Linked DNA regions of Pan troglodytes: all the other regions are linked to region 2. A link is a contact called in public Hi-C and HiChIP or PLAC-seq data. All regions are on one chromosome and are shown on one strand. Each heading gives the region's core, a stretch centred on a gene start, on an enhancer-like site or on the middle of the called end of the contact. The rest is flanking DNA. Distances are from core to core; before and after follow the strand shown.

Region 1 (2,938 bases), core at 234-2,733, 140 kb after region 2:
TAGCCCCAGCAAGGAACCTTTGCCATTCATGGTGCTGTGTCCCAGCTGTTTCATCCAGAGCTGGCAGACGGGCCATCTCCAACCCTCAGCCCTAGGTGGACGTTGCCTTCAGAATACAGGCTTTAGACCTGGCTCCAAACCCAGCCTTGGAGATCTTGGGCAAGTTGTTTCTCCTTGTTGAGCCATTATCTGTAAAATGGGGATAGGGGGTAAGAATATTTACCCTTCATCAGGGTTTGTATCAGGATTAAAAGAGGTATTTCCCTTATGGCACACTTGCTATCACTGGAATTATTTTGTCTCTCCTCATCTACGAGACTTGTTCTCTGCTGCGTCCACAGAGCCCAGTGCAGGGCAGGATGTAATAAGCATTTATTGGATGAATTGCCAGAGAAACACCAAACTCAGCACTTGGCGCATAGTAGGCAGGCATTGAATAGCGGTGATTCCTGTCCACTTTGTCTTGCCTGTCTTCCCCTTCTAGATTGCGAGCTCCTTTGTGTGCGGGAAGTGTAACCTCCTCTTTGTCAGGACTTTGTAACCTCTTAGTCCCTTGTATGCAGGAGAAAAACCCAAACAGACCAATAATCATGTAGAAACGAGCCCCTGGGCATCTGAGGATCAGGTCAGGGTCTCCCACAACTGTCCCCCTGGGAGTACAGGGAGCACCCCTAGTTCCCGGCGGGTGGCGCCATCAAGGCACTGCGGGGCTGCGGAGGAGGCAGGGGCTCTAGGTTTAGCATGGTCTAAGGAAGGTCTGCAGTGCAGGCTGGACGCGGGGAGGCCTGGAGAGGTGGAGGCGTGGAGGCATGGAGGCAGGGAGGCGGGAGGAAGGGAAAGCCCTGCTGCTGGCTGTCTCCTCCCCACACTAGCTGTCTCACCAAAGTCTGGCTACTAGTCACTGTCCAGACGTCAATTCCCTTTACCTGCTAGCACCCCTAAGCCCAGAATTTGGGGTTCTCTTCATCTCCGTCTGCCACCCTCCCCAAGCTCTGATCCAACCCTGAGCTTGTGGCTGCTGTGGGGAGTGGAGGTAAAAATGGTAACACCAGAAGTGCACTTACGTCAGAATGCTTTAAAAAAATGGAATTATTACTCCCTGGAATGAATTTTAAGCCAGACCTTATTGCCTGTATCTGGCCACTGTCAAGAAGGGGAATCCCCTGAGTTGGGCGAGCTGTTGGACTTAGAGATTTTGTGAAATGCCTAACACCCATCCTGTCACCTTCAGGGACACTGCAGGAGCGTTGTTTTTTAGGTGCCACCCTGCGCGCCACCTCCCTTCATCCTGAACACTCCTGGATCCTCGAAATGCTCTTGTCCCCGTGGACCGCGGTCCAGCGGGGTCGCGCAGGGGGTTACAGGGGGTGAGAGGGAGCCGCGGGGCGGGGTCCGGGGGGCGCGGGCCGGGGAGCCGGGGAACAGAGCCGCGCCTGTCCCGCCCCGCGCCCCCCGCGCCCTGCTCCTCCTCCACTGGCACCGCCGCGCGCCTGGAAGAGGAGCCGAGCTCTTGTCGCTCGCCGGGCCGGGTTGTAAACAAACACTGGTGCGGCGCCTCCCGCGCAGCAGATGGCTCCGCAGCTGCCTGTCGGGCGGGGCCTCCCTCTCGGCGCCGGCGCGGGGACGCGGAGCTGCGCGGTGCCCTCGGCCGGGGACTCCCTTCGGGCGCCAGCCCGGCTCCCGTTCGCTGGGGGATGGAGAGGGAAAACGCAAGCCAGAGTCTCCGGGGCGCTCATTCCTTTTACTTCCGTCATTCGTTCCTTCTTTCATTCGTTCAGGAAAGATTTCTGAGGCGCCAGGACCGCGCTGGACCCGGCCTACACGACGCTGGCCAGCGCAGGGTGTCGCAGCTTGGGGAGGGGCAGAGCGCCCAAACCGCGGGAGCCCTCGAAACCCTGGCCGCCACGCCGTGGATCCAGGCTCTCGGATGCTGGGCCTGAAAAGCTCTTGGTCTGGATAGGAGGCCTTGGGATTGGATTCAGGCACAGCTGGGTGAGAGCCTGGTCCTGCCCCGCTTTCTGGCCCAAGGGCTTGGGCCGCTATTTCAACTCTCTGAGCTTCAGTTTCCTCTTCTGTAAAGCGGGGATAATCCCACCCACCTGGCTGCGAAGTTGTACAGATTAAGAACAATGTGCATTTGTGTTTTCTTCTGCACACCTTCGCGTTTTCTAAGTATCCCACAGTGACTATACATTCCTTTCTTTTTTTAAAAATTTTACTTTAAGTTGTGGGATACATGTGCAGAACATGCAGGTTTGTTACATAGGTATACATGTGCCGTGGTGGTTTGCTGCACCTATCAACCCGCCATCTAGGTTTCAAGCCCCGCATGCATTAGGTGTTTGTCCTAATGCTCTACCTCGACTTGACCCCAGCCCACGACAGGCTCCGGTGTGTGATGTTCCCCTCCCGGTGTCCATGTGTTCTCATTGTTCAGCTCCCACTTATGAGTGAGAACCTGTGGTGTTTGGTTTTCTGTTCCTGTGTTAGTTTGCTGAGAATGATGGCTTCCAGCTTCATTCATGTTCCTGCAAAGGACATGAACTCATTCTTTTTTACGGCTGCATAGTATTCCATGGTATATATGTGCCACATTTTCTTTATCCAGTCTATCACTGATGGGCATTTGGGTTGGTTCATTTACGTAGCAAATAGCCTTTGCTATTGTAAATAGTGCTGCAATAAACATACATGTGCATGTGTCTTTATAGTAGAATGATTTATAATCCTTTGGGTATATATGCCGTAATGAGATTGCTGGGTCAAATGGTATTTCTGGTACTAGATCCTTGAGGAATCGCCACACTGTCTTCCACAATTACATTCCTTTCAAAATGAGAAAAAAATGTTGCAGGAGATTCACTCTCCCTCCCTACTTAAAAATTCACCCATTCCGACTTAAAGATACCACCGCCTCCCACATGGGTCACGCTGGGTG
Region 2 (2,946 bases), core at 136-2,635:
ATGAGGCTTACATATGAGTATGAGTTTTACATACCATAGGGAGTATGAGGCTTAAATCATAGCATGAAATACATGGATACAGTTATATGGCTTGTTTCTAAAAGTTGATTTTGGAATCACTCCCCTCTTCCCAATGTATGGGAGTAAAAATTCACTATTAGTAATTTTTCTAAAGTCTTCAGAGATTTCACACTGGCATATATACTCATGAAAAGCTGTGTCCTAAAATGTAGTATCCCCATCTACCCTGCCACTCCCAAAACTCATAGGTGCCATAGTATTCAATAGTATCAAAGTAACTATTGAAGTTGTCAAACGCACCTTTCTGCCATAGAACCTCCAGCCATATAAATATTACCTAATTTGTACTCTTAACATTCTAAAGACAGTTATTGGCATTATTAGAAGACTTTAGTGAAGGGAGAAGTAGACAGAATCACAAAAATGAGTTGAAAAATCTAGGGAGGTCAATGAGAAAATTCAGGGAGTTTTTTCCCCCTCATTCTTTTTTTAACTGTAAAATGTTCATTTCATCTGATCAGGAACAACTGTAACCATGTAGCTTGCCCTATTTTGGCTATCTGGCTTCAAAAATACTTTCACTGGAAGATCATTGTAATTCAAATCCATTCAGTGCTGTTCCACTTTTGTAATTTGTTAGCTAACTTTAAGTAGTGTATCCTGCACCTACCTTAATGATATAGCACATTGATAACATTTTTTCCTTATTTAAAGCAATGTTTACCCACAGTGCCTTAGCACCAAAAAAATTCTAAAAGGCACTCCTTACACATTTAAATAACCTGAACAAATAATTGATACAGGTTAAGCCCTGGCTAGTTCTGCATTTTCCAAATTAAGATCACAGAATTTAAAAATTGCATATTAAAAAAAAAGTTGGTAGAATATATTTCCATAGGGCAGAAAATATATTCAAGGTCACAATATGCCCATTCATTCCTTCTTCCAACATGTAAGACCCAACCAGGCTGATTTCCAATTGAATTTTGCCTGAAGCTTTTTTAAGGGAATGATGGGAACTTTATTACAAAAGGTGGTAAAGTTGTCAGTGACAGGAAAATCAGGAGGTCAACAGAGGTAAGAGGAGAGGTGTCTAAATGGAAGTGAGAATCAGTAACTTGCTTGTGAAAATCTGACTTATGTAATTTTTAAAGACCCTCAAAATAAGAGAAGAATAAGAGAAATTTAAAAGAAAATAGAAACAGCCAAAGAGGTGAGACATAGACATTTTGATTGGGGGGGGGTTGTCTAACTACACAATGAGGTCATCCCATCTCCCGGAAGTGACACGTAATCACCTGCTTTGCACTAGCTCCGCCCCTTCCCTCAGAGGTCCCGCCCCTCCACCAGCAGCCGGGAGGGTGTTAGGGGGCGTTTCTCCAGGAGGAAAGCTGTGAGCTGCGACGCTGAGGAAGGGGACCCCAAAACGTCTGGCACTGCCCCCTCCAGGGATCACTTTGGACCGTCTCACTCGGCCCAGCCGGATTCTGAAACGCCGAGGGGTCAACCTGATGGGTTTCGGGGTCAACGGAAGAGGGGAAGGGGAGCCCTGGCGGGGAGAACCCCCCGGTCCCCCGCCCAGCAGCTGAGGCACAGGAGGGCGGCCATCTTGGCCGGGAGGGTAGGGCTGGGGAGCTGCGGGCGCCGTGCGATTGGGGGGCTCGCCCGGAAGTGACGCCAACTACCCGGAAGCGGAGGGGGTTCCCTGGCCCACTCCCCCCTCGTTCGTTTGCTCCCCCGCTTCCTCCCCGCCCCCCTTCCTCTCCATTCGTTTCCCCCCCTCCCCGTTCCCTGCCTTCTTCCCCCCCCCCCCGCCGTCCCTCCCCCCCAACCTCCGGAGCTGGGAAGAGAGTCAAGATGGCGGCGAAATCCGATGGCGGTGGCGTGGGGGTGGGCTTCGCTCAGCTGCACAACCTGGACGAGGCGGTGGGCAGCGGCGGCGAAGAGGACGGGGAGCCCGGGGGAGGCGGCTGCGGCGGCGGCGGCGACGGCAGCGAGCCCGGCGAGAGCAGCTCGATGCACATCTGCCACTGCTGCAACACCTCCTCGTGCTACTGGGGCTGCCGCTCCGCCTGCCTGCGCTCCCTCCTGGGCAGGAAGCCGCGCCGCAGCGCCGCCGCCGACGGGGGGGACCAGCCGCTGCAGCCTCCCGCGGCCCCCGGCGCCGGCCGCCAACCCCCGACGCCCTCGGCCGCGCGGCCGGAGCCGCCGCCGCCGCAGGTGGAGCGGCCGTGGCTCGACTGCCTGTGGATCGTGCTGGCGCTGCTGGTGTTCTTCGGGGACGTGGGCACCGACCTGTGGCTGGCCCTCGACTACTACCGCAAGGGGGACTACGTCTACTTCGGGCTGACCCTCTTCTTCGTGCTGGTGCCGTCGCTGCTGGTGCAGAGCCTGAGCTTCCGCTGGTTCGTGCAGGACTACACGGGCGGCGGGCTGGGCGCCGTGGAGGGGCTCACCAGCCGGGGCCCCCCCATGATGGGGGCCGGCTACGTCCACGGCGCGGCCCGCGGTGGCCCAGGCGTGAGGGTCTCCCCCACGCCGGGGGCGCAGCGCCTGTGTCGCCTCTCCGTGTGGATCTGGCAGTCGGTCATCCACCTGCTGCAGATGGGGCAGGTGTGGAGGTAAGAGCACTGCGGGGTGGGGGCGGGCCGGCCCTGAGGAGCCCCCCTCCGCCCTCACGGTGCTTCGCGGGGCGGCCCCTCGGACGGGCCCAGCGCGGGGGGCTCGAAGGAGGGACCGGCCGCGCGCCGCCCCTGGCGTCTCCAAAAGACCAGCGTTTGATCTGGATCCCTGGCCACGCCTTTGGCCCGGGGAGGCCGAGACCTGCCGTTGGCCCATCCTCGTCCCCGCTTCGCACTCGGCGGGGCTCTTGCCCCAGCCTGCCCTCCCCGTCCCCTCTGCAGAGCTCCGTTCCCAGGCGCCCCT
Region 3 (2,812 bases), core at 217-2,716, 190 kb after region 2:
TCAACCTGGCCTCAGCCAGCTTTCCTCCTCTCTGAGCACAAGCTACACCCCAGCACCCACTGTCGTCTCAGGATCTGGGGATCCAGCCCCACAAAACTGCTTCCTGGCCCAGGAGGAACCAGGCCCTCTATTCCGATGGGCACCTACTGGTGCCTCTGACTGATGTGGTTTTTCTTCTTCTGCGAACCTCAGCCTGTCCTCAGGACCCAGGTCAAATGCCTGCCCCTCTCGTGTTTCCCAGCACCCCTCCCTGTCCTCTCCCAGGGCACTGCCACATGGATCAAGTGAGGCTCTGTGTGGGTGTCTCTGATGCCCACCATAATGTCAGCCCCTCTCGAGCAGGCCCAGGGTCTCTGAGTGCCGGAACCCAGCCACAGGCAGCTGCAACAGGCTCAGCAGATGCTTGAAAGAATGAACAAATGTCGTGTTACTTGCAGGCAACCTTGCAGCCCTGGAGCTGCGCTCAAACTGCCTGCAGCCAGCACTTGAGTTTCCAGGCTAAGCTGCCGTTGTGGTTAGTTCCAGGGATTTAAAGCACTTTACAGTTTGCCCGGCGTAAGCAGCTGAAAACCTGCAGCTTCGTGTCTATTGAGGAGGTTGCCAAAGCCTGGGTACTGTCCTGGCCAGCCTGGGGTCCGGGTTGTCCCTTCAGGACATATACCTATATCTATACGCATATCCATCCATCTACCTCCTATCTACCTACTGCCTACCTATCTGTGGCCTATCTATACGTGTTACAATGTTATATATCATCTCTATCTATCTCTGTCATCTATATGTATCTATCATCTATGCCTTTTTATCATCTATAACTATCATCTTTATCCAACCATCTATCATCCACATCGCATCAATCATCCATCTATCTATGATCTATCCATATGTATCTATCCATATGTATGCAAATCTCTACCATCTACATCTTTCATCTTATCAGTCTATCTAATCTATCCATCTAATCTCTATCTAATCTCTCTAATCTATCTCTAACCTGTCTGTCTATCTAAAGGAAAGGTGACTTGCTCGCTGAAGATCTGAGTGGTGGAGGGTCTCCGAGGAGGTGAAATTGAGGAGGGAACTGGAAAAACAGAAGAGGAGAGGCCTTTTAGGCTCGGCTGGCCCGAGAGAGAAGAGTGGTGGGAGAGCAAGGACGCGCCGGCTCAGAGCGGGGCAAGGAGGGGTTGGGGAGCAAGCGCAGGCCAGGACGCTCCCCAGTGCTGGCCGCGGAGGCAGAGGCGGAGGCGGGGCCGGGGGCCTGGGGTGTCGTCATCCGTGGCAGTGACGAGGAGGCGGGGCCTTGGAACGCCCCCTACCGAGGGCCCGCGCTGCAGCCAGCCGGAGGGCGGCGCTGTCGGGGCGCGGACGGGGACTTCCGGGTGGCAGCCAGGCAGGGATGGTGGGAGGGAAGGCGTGGGCGAAGGCGCTACCCGCTTTGAAGCAGAGGGCTCAGGATCTAGCTTGTTGTCTGCGCCTCGAGAGACCCCGCCCCCAGACCTGCGCTACTCCCCCTGCGTCCGGTGGCACTAGGACCCCGAGTCCCCGGCGTCCCAGCGCACACTCCCCCAGGGTCCTCAGCACCGCACGCCAAGTCGCCCGCAGCCGTCGCGCTGCCTCGCGGCGCGGAGCCCAGACCCTCCCCATCCAGGGCGCGGGGCAGAGGGACGCAGAGGCCCCCGGCAAACCGCCGCGTCAGGGTGCGGGGAGGAAGGTCCCGCCCGGGGACGGGGCTTTTAGTCCAGCTGGCCGCCCTCTCCCACCGTCGGGCTGTGCCAGGGGAGCTGCACCCCCACGGTGGGATGCGAGGGGGCCACAGAGCGGAGCGCCGGGGGGAAGGACGGGCGAGCTCGGGGCTTGTGGGGGCGCAGTGGAAGAGGGCAGGGATCGCCGACGGTGCGGGGCGTTACCGGGGGTCTGCTGACCAAACCGAGCCGGATCGTCTGAGCTCTGCTGCCCGCCCTCATGGACCCCGCCTGCAGCCGAGTCCGCAGGAGTCGGGACTTGGAGAGAGGCGTGGGTCTGAGCTGGCACCGCCGCCCACCTTTGGGGCGCCTCGGGCACAGCACTTCCCCGGCGAGCCTCAGCGTCCTCCGCGGACTGCTCTAGATACGCCGAGCCCACCCTCAATTCCTCTCGGTTTCCCTCCTTCCCCTCCCACTTCTCACCTTCATCTCACTCCCTTCCTGTCTTACCCCGAGCCCGCCCCCGGCTTTCTCTGCTCCCTCGCTCCTTCTGGTTCTGAGCTCAACCAGTCTTTGGAGGGCCTGGGGGGCGCTGGGTCCCGACCGCAGCCAGCCCCGCTTCCTGCCTGAGGCCGGAGAAGCCCAGAGCCCCCTGGCTTCAGACACTCATCCCCTCGGTCAGACCTGGCCGGCTTTCTCTGCCAGCGTCCCCCTCTCCTCCTTCTTCCCCTAACTCTCTTCAGGGTCCCTCCCCGAGGTGGGGGTGGGGGGTGGTTTCTAGCAGATGTGGGAGTTCCGGGCAAAGAAGCCTCCAGTGCGTTTAGACACGTCCTTGTTGCTATAAATATTCTCCTTGCCCTAAACCTTTCCTAAATAATCTCAAAAATCTGGACCGAAAAAAAAAATTAATCCCTCTTTCCAGAGAGTTGGGCATCCCGGATGTGCTCAGAAGAGTAAAAATAAAAGTGCAGCATGAGAGGATTTCAGAGCAATGCTAAGGAAGTTGAAATTGGAACTAAAAGAATTTGGGTTACTTAAAAAAAAAAAAAAAAAAGTGCAGCTCACAGCATTTCCCGAGTGAACACGGCCAGATGCAGGGCACCCATATCACGCGATCAGAGGCGCCCCCA

What was found. Hi-C and Micro-C count contacts between places; a contact is called where the count stands out from the background. HiChIP or PLAC-seq counts read pairs in DNA pulled down with a chosen protein or histone mark.
Region 1: a contact with region 2 is called in an H3K4me3 HiChIP or PLAC-seq map of stem cell-derived excitatory neurons, with 3 times the contacts expected there. The contact joins the promoter of LOC134810815 here to the promoter of XKR6 in region 2. A contact is called at or near these places in 1 of 7 Hi-C or Micro-C datasets (stem cell-derived neural progenitor cells) and 1 of 1 datasets of contacts at active chromatin or transcription factors (stem cell-derived excitatory neurons).
Region 3: a Hi-C map of stem cell-derived neural progenitor cells shows a contact between it and region 2, with 2.0 times the contacts expected there. The contact joins the enhancer-like site here to the promoter of XKR6 in region 2. A contact is called at or near these places in 1 of 7 Hi-C or Micro-C datasets (stem cell-derived neural progenitor cells) and 1 of 1 datasets of contacts at active chromatin or transcription factors (stem cell-derived excitatory neurons).

The regions. Positions count from the first base shown.
Region 1 is chr7:17,048,709-17,051,646 of NHGRI_mPanTro3-v2.0_pri, reverse strand. LOC134810815 reads left to right here and starts at 1,483. Exons shown (of 2, transcript XM_063816873.1): 1 at 1,483-2,938. All of the region lies in intron 1 of XKR6 (XK related 6), which reads left to right.
Region 2 is chr7:17,192,649-17,195,594 of NHGRI_mPanTro3-v2.0_pri, reverse strand. XKR6 (XK related 6) reads left to right here and starts at 1,385. Exons shown (of 3, transcript XM_016959089.4): 1 at 1,385-2,642. The coding sequence starts at 1,879.
Region 3 is chr7:17,005,420-17,008,231 of NHGRI_mPanTro3-v2.0_pri, reverse strand. All of the region lies in intron 1 of XKR6 (XK related 6), which reads left to right. Among named protein-coding and RNA genes, the nearest start is that of MIR598, 18 kb to the left of the region's middle. Within about 2 kb of position 1,466, at least 17 of the 24 cell types and tissues checked have an H3K27ac peak or open chromatin away from gene starts, as enhancers often do. A contact at or near this core is called in stem cell-derived neural progenitor cells, where this site is marked.